Linked DNA regions of Mus musculus: region 2 is linked to region 1. The links are chromatin contacts, called in public HiChIP or PLAC-seq maps. All regions are on one chromosome and are shown on one strand. The core of a region is the stretch at or near the end of the contact, and the rest is flanking DNA. Distances in the headings are between cores, read along the strand shown.

What was found. HiChIP or PLAC-seq counts read pairs in DNA pulled down with a chosen protein or histone mark.
Region 2: a contact with region 1 is called in an H3K27ac HiChIP or PLAC-seq map of large pre-B cells, with 4 times the contacts expected there. The contact joins two enhancer-like sites. A contact is called at or near these places in 3 of 39 promoter capture datasets (embryonic stem cells, hippocampal neurons and neural stem cells), 11 of 115 datasets of contacts at active chromatin or transcription factors (embryonic basal ganglia, embryonic forebrain, embryonic hindbrain and 6 more) and 1 of 9 other capture datasets (pancreatic islet).

Annotation. Positions count from the first base shown.
Region 1 is chr12:109,022,287-109,025,770 of GRCm38.p6, forward strand. It overlaps Wdr25 (WD repeat domain 25), which reads left to right. Exons shown (of 7, transcript NM_177602.3): 5 at 2,677-2,847. Among named protein-coding and RNA genes, the nearest start is that of Gm52002, 21 kb to the right of the region's middle. Within about 2 kb of position 1,680, at least 10 of the 459 cell types and tissues checked have an H3K27ac peak or open chromatin away from gene starts, as enhancers often do.
Region 2 is chr12:109,444,429-109,447,912 of GRCm38.p6, forward strand. No RefSeq gene overlaps it. Among named protein-coding and RNA genes, the nearest start is that of Dlk1, 7.3 kb to the right of the region's middle. Within about 2 kb of position 1,818, at least 63 of the 459 cell types and tissues checked have an H3K27ac peak or open chromatin away from gene starts, as enhancers often do.

The sequences.
Region 1 (3,484 bases), core at 430-2,929:
GACAAGCCCTACAAGCATGCTCTAGAGCTGGCATGTATAGACTGTCACATTCTCACACTTGAAGAAGCCCATATGCCTGATATCAGGGAAATGGAACAATCTGGGAGTGGAGACCTGGGCCATGGCCAGAACCTCACTGGAACAGCCCATTCGATCCGAGAGAGCCAGAGCCTCAAAGAGGCAAGGCTGTGCCTTGGTCGGCATGAACAGTCCATCGGAGTCCAGGTTGATTATCCACAGGCGGTCTTAATTCTCCAGCTATGACACAAGCTGTCGTCTACCTTCCCCACAGCCAGGCTTTTCCAGTGGGTCTGGGGTTGCCAGTGGAGGCTCTCCTCCTTGGCTCCAGTCCCGAGGTAGGGCGTGCCAGCTGCCCAGGTAATAATCAAGGTTGCCGTAAAACTCCCCAGCCTACAGGGTATGTCTCAGCGGGAAGGAAAGTCTGCCATGCGGTGAGGAGCACTCCGAAGGCTAGCTTCCTGCCCACAGCTGTGCCTCATTGGCAGGGTTCATCTGTAACACGGCCAGTTTCCCAGCCATTTGCTTTTATGGTGCCCTAATGAACTGTGCTATTTGTAGCCATTCTGAGAAGATGTGTGCCTTTTGTTCTGGTAGAGTTTACTTGGAAGGTGCAGGGTATAGGTAGTTCTGACATGCATGGCAGATGGCCCCTAGGTATGCCTTTCTAGGCTGTTGTCCTGAGTTAGAAAATACAGGGAGAGCCCCAGGTGCCTTCATCATCCCCTGGCCTAACCCAAGGAGGCTACAGGGCATGTGCTCTTAAGGCCACACATATCCCAGGGCACACATGGTGACCACTAACTGCTGTCCTCTATGACCTGGCCGGCTCTGCACGGATTCACCAGGGAGAAGGATCCAGGCCACCTGCAGAGATGTGTCTGAGAGGTGAGATGTGGCCAGAGCAGTTTCTTACTCTATAGTCACTGGTGTTCCTAGTTAGCTCTTGATGCCTGGCGACCTGGCCTGCGGTTGATGGAGACAGTTAGAGGGGAAGGGTGAGCGGAGGTATCTTAACATGGCCACACAGTCCCAAAGGGCATGGGAGAAGGGGTCTAAGGGTGGTGGGATTGGACTGTTTAGGGATGAACAGGGGCAGGGAAGACCCTCAGAGCCAGTTTGCTTGCTGACCCCTCTGCCCACCAGAAAGCAGAACTGTGCTTGAACATTGGGTGTTGGGTAAGCTTGTGGGGCAGATATTGGGGGCTGTGACATGTCCTGCCCTCCCCAGGTTCATGCCTAGCGGGGGTATATCTCAGCAGCAGTGTGGGACCTGGATGCCTTGTGGGCCTGTGCCCATGGATCCTGGTCTCGTGGGATGACACACAAGAAAGCAGGCAGCTCTTGTAGCTGGAGACGCTCCTAGAAGCATCTGTGAGGGGAAGACTGTGGCCCTGTCCTGCCTTCATGTCTCTGCAGGGCTGGCCTCTCCTCTTCAGGGCTTGGGGGTGGGTGGGTCTGATGTCACTCCAGTAGAAGCCTACTTGTGAAGAGGCCAAATCATTTGTTGCCCACGTTTGCCCCTAGTAACTTACAGAGGCAGGGACTGTCCAGCAGACACCCCAGTTGTGAGCCCCAAGGGAAGCAGCTGGGATGGGTGAGGCTTGGCCTCACCTCATTTGCTAGCCAGCGGAACGGATGACCCCAGATCTGTGTGTCTGCTGTAGCCACATGGTGGCGCCGAGAGAGCTGATAACCCTGTGACCAGTGCCTGTGGGCTGCCTGGGCTTCCCTTCCAGGCAGCAGGGGCTGGGTGGGCATCTCAGCCCTGCATTTGTCATCATGCCCTGCCCTGCCATGTGAGAGCTCATTCAGTGGAGGTGCCCTGAGTCCTTGTGCTGGACCCCGCTCGCTCGCTCGCTCCTACCAAACCCAGCATGTCAGAGCAGGACTCGTGGAAGACAGTGCAGGGCATGGTTCCCCTCGTTTAGGAGAGGAGGCTGGGAGATACCAGGGATGATCCCTAGAAAATAAAGCACATCTTTAAAAGTCAAATGCATTCTGCTGGGTGGTTGTGGCACGGGTCTTTAATACTGGTACTTGGGAGGCAGAGGCAGGTGGATCTCTGTGAGTTCAAGGCCAGCCTGGTCTCGAGAGCAAGTTCTAGGAAATAAAAATCAAAACCAATGTAAGCTGTGTTCTGAGACTTGAGTCCTAAGAACGCTTGTTCCCTGTGTCACAGCTACTCGTCCAGGGACAGTAGTCCAGGTTTTGTAGCTGTGAGTTACGTGACACATTCAGGCCCTCTCAGAGGAATGATACCATCGTTGCTGGATGGCACTATTTATTAGGTACTGAGGACGAGGTGGGAGCCCCCGTCCCTAATGTGAGTTCACTGTATATTGCTGCTGTTGAGGGATCCTGTCAGCCCAGGAAACAACTGCTGCTCATTGTACCACATACTGACAGAGACGGTGGACATAACCAGCAGGTCAGCTTGCATCTGACAGGTCATTGGTTCCCAAGAGCAAACAGCTATGGCCTGGTGAGGCTGGAAAGTCACAGGGAACCATCTATGCTGGGGCTGTGTGGAGTGTGTATAGCCCAGAATAGGTTCACTGGCCCTGCCCATCCTGAGTACTACCTAACACTCCTTGGCTTTCCCTGGGTGAGCACCTTCCCCACGCCCACCATGGTGACTAGTGTCTACTCTTACAGGTGGTGAAAGGCTACAAGGCCACCATCCAGCAGACCCTGGACATTCTCTTCCTCCAGGAGGGCTCCGAGTTTCTTAGCAGTACGGACGCATCCACCCGGGACTCTGCTGACCGAACCATTATCGCCTGGGATTTCCGGACCGCTGCCAAGATCTCCAACCAGATCTTCCATGTGAGAAACTTTGGATTGAATTGTTCTGCATGTCAGCCATAGGGGGTTTCCTGCAGCCCTGGGGTGGGGTCCTGGCTCCTTTCTGTCTGGGGCAGAGGGAGATCATTTATTTGAAGTATCTAGGACAGGGGTAGTCATAGGTCAGGTCTAGGGCTGCTGCACACAGTGGCAGCCTCTGATGACTGCCCTTTCTGGTCCAGCCGCCCATGACTTTGATAATAGCACCTCATGGAGTACTAAGAAGGAGAGAAGAGAGAATGCTTATAAAGATGGAGCACAGTGTCGGGCACAGAGTCCTCCCTGATAGTAGAATTGTCATGACCAACCCAGCACCATCATCACTACCAACCTGATCACCACCTCTATCACCAGCATTACCATCACTGCTGCCACCACATCACCATCACCATGGTTACCACATCACCATATCACCATCACCATGGTCACCACCTCCATATCACTAACCATCACTGTTGTCACCTCCACCATATCATGATCACCATTGTTACCACCTCCACCAGATCACCATCATCATGGTCACTACCTCCTACCACATCACCATCACCATGGTCACCACCTCCACCATATCACCATCACCATGGTCACCACTACCACATCACTCACCATCACTGTGGTC
Region 2 (3,484 bases), core at 568-3,067, 420 kb after region 1:
GCTTAGAAATGGGGTTAGTATCTGGGATGCCAGTAGGTCTCAGACTTGGGACAGGCTTTAGATAATGAGGAGGACAGGGGGGAATCAAAGTTGAGTTCCAAGGTAGGAAAAAGAGAGAAAGGAAATAAGCCATTGTGTATGTGTGCTTGAGTGTGTGTGTGTGTGTGTATGCATGTGTGCGTGTATGCCTGTGTGTGTGTGCATGCGTGTATGTGTGTACCTATGTGTATGTGTGTGCCTGTGGGTGTGTTGGTGCATGTGCGTGTGTGCCTGTGTGCCTGTATGTATGTACACGCAAGTACATGTGTGTGCACGCGTGTGTGTGTGTATGCCTGTATGTGCATGCATGCATGTGTGTGTGCATGAGTGTGCATGCATGCATGTGTGTGCCTGTGTATGTGTTCGTAAGTGTGTGTGTGTGTGTGCCTGTGTGTGTGTACGTGATCAACCCAAAGCTTGACACTGAAGTAATAATGGCAAGGAAGGACTACTCAATCCCAACTCTGACCCTTCTCCTTGTTTCTAGTCTCTGGGCTTGTTACTGTACACGGGGGTGTCGCTGTGCATGTGTGGAGTACACCTGACACGAGTAAATACTCTCCTTACACCATCTGTGTCTCTGAAACTGAACCCAGGTATTCAGACTTGGTGGCAAGCATCCTTGCTCGCTGAGCCATGTCGCCAGCCCCTCGGAGCTTTTTGATCAGTTTTGGCTTGTTTGTTTTAGATTTTTGTGGTTTAGACAGTCTCATTACGTAGCCCAGACTGGCCTCAAACTCTGTCTCCTGTGCTAGGGTTAAAGCTGTGTCATACATACCACACCCTGCTTTTTTTTTTTTTTAACAAAGCCTTACAACCTTGAGGGTTCCTGGGGGACTCTTTGAAATAAGCCTCTACAGTCTTCCTAACAGGGCTTCACTCCCAAACATTCTAGTCCTACTCTGTCCAGTCCTTGCTGTGTGACCAGCAGAGAATCACTTGCCCTCTCTGAGCTGTGCCTCTATTATGTGACTAAGTGGGGAATGACAGAGCTGGAAGCTAAGAGGGAGAGACATTTCTATGCCTGGATCACATTAAAGATCATCAAAAGTTTGGGTTTGGGTTCTAAGCCACCCAGTGTGTGCATGAGGTAGGGGGTGGGTCAGCTCACGATAGCACCCCCTTGTCCTCCTTGTCCTGTCACTGGTTGTATAGCCTGACTGCAGACTTGCTAGGTAGGGCCTCCCGGAGGTGCAGAGCGTCACCATAGGAACGGTTCGCTCACATGCAGAGAGAGCGGTTCAGAGGAACCAGGCGCTTGGTGGAGGGAGGCAGTGGGGGGGGGGGGGGCTCTGGATGTGGTCTGACTGCTACTCACATTCCCAGTACAAGATCTGGGGGCCTCTGTTGCGATGTAACTAGGTGGGAAGAGTCTTGCAACCTAGGGGACCCTCCTGGAAGGCCAATTGGGGAGGTCAGCCACCCCTGGGAAGTAGAGGGCTGCTGTCGGAGAGGGACCTGCTGCTGGGACCAGTTGCTAGGACACGGGATCTTTCTGAGGGGCCCATGGTAACCCTCCGAGAACACGTTGTGCCTCATTCATTTATTCATTAATTCACTTAATCCGCAACCAGCTCACGAGCAGGGCTGCAGGCCACCAGCCGCGAGGTACAAGGAGGAACAAGATGTCTCTGGTCCTGCTGAGGTCAGGCACATGTGCACAATCCATTAACACCGGAGCGAGAAGATGTGTTCTGGCCAGTGATGAGGCCCAGGGAGCAGGCCACAGACAGGCTCGCTACAGGTCCAGAGTGAGAACTACAGGAGAGGGGGCGGTGCGGCGCAGCTCCGGCACCTCTAGTGGGCAAGCTGGCTTGTGCTTCTCTCCTTTTCTTAGGGACAAGGTGATAGCCTTCTCCAGTCGAGAGATTCTCAAGTCTGTCCTGGACTCAAAAGAGCACACTGAAAACATTTTTTTAATACAATGGAATGAAAATGGAAATGTTTCCTTACAAAACTGAAAGAGAAAAGAAATCTTCGATTCGTTCCTCGAGAGCAATGTTTTCACAGCCTTAAACTTGACAGAGCTTCCTGCCAACAGCTGGGGGGGGGGGGGGAGGGCAAACCACCACACAGCACTCTCTTTTACAGATGGTGGAGAGCCAGCGAGAAGTTCTGCTTCTCCCGCAGCCCCCCCCTTGCCCCGCCCCCTAAGAACTGATCTGGGGCCAGCCAGGAGGATCCTCCTTGCTCAGGCTCCAGGTTTGAAAGGAGGACTTTCTGGTGACTAAAAGCAGTCTCTGATCTGGTGTCCTTGGCCTTTGTGGTCACTCGTTCTCCCCCAACCGAGGTGGGTGGTTCTTCACTGGACGAGGATGGACGTCTTGGATTTATTTCCAAGGCTTCTGATCAAGTCTGGGTGCGATACTGCTGCCACTACCGTCATCATTTCTGTAGTCTTGGTCAAACGACTCTGTGATAAGAGGATTCTGATTCTGAAGCCATTGTTTGCCAAATTAGGACAGATTTTAGATCCAAATATGGAAGCTTTTGCACTGCACTACAGCCTCGGGGGTTTTTTTGCTCCTTTCTTTTTTGTTTTGTTTTGTTTTGTTTTTCCCGAATTTTAATCCTGCAGGACAAACTAACTAAACCTCTACACTTTGTTGCTAGCTTGTTACAAGGGCTCACCATGGTGCCTCAGACCTTTGGGCTTGTGTTAACCTCCCGCCTCAGTCTCCTCCTATATGTTTTCTTTGCTTTGATTTCAGTTTTAGTCATGTGCACGGATGTTCGGTTTGCTCATGTAAGTATGGGTGCTCTCAGAGCTCAGAAAAGGATGTTTGGCATTGGGTCCCCAGAGCTGGAGATGCAGATGATTGTAAGCTGCTCAGCATAGTTGCTGGGAACTAAACTTGGGTCCTCTGGAAGAGCATGAGAACTCTCAACTACTTCGAATCTCTCTATCCCCATCCTGAGCTCTTGGGATCATAGTCATGCCATATTCAGCTCTTATCTCACAGTCTAGCAGCTGCACAGGAACACACATGCGCAAGTCTCACTCACACCATTCCCCAAATGTACGCCCTGAAGACCGTCCCCACAGAAACATCACTTGGAGAACTCCTATGCATCCTGCTCAGCCCAAGTCTATAAGCCCCTTCCCCAGCCTGCACTGGTTTGGACACATAACAGAGCCCCTTTCCCTTCCTGGGCACACAGTAGGTTTTTTGTTTTTTGTTTTTTCTAATTTTGAAGAGATAGATGGATATTTTTGTTTGTTTGTTTTTTGGTTTTTTTTGTTCTGTTTTGTTTTGTTTTGTATTTCGAGACAGGGTTTCTCTGTGTAGCCCTGGCTGTCCTGGAACTCATTTTGCAGACCAGGCTGGCCTCGAACTCAGAAATCCGCCTGCCTCTGCCTCCCAAGTGCTGGGATTAAAGGTGTGCACCACCACCACCCGGCTGGATATTGTTTTTAAGGAGGAGAGCCACTCACTGTTTTATT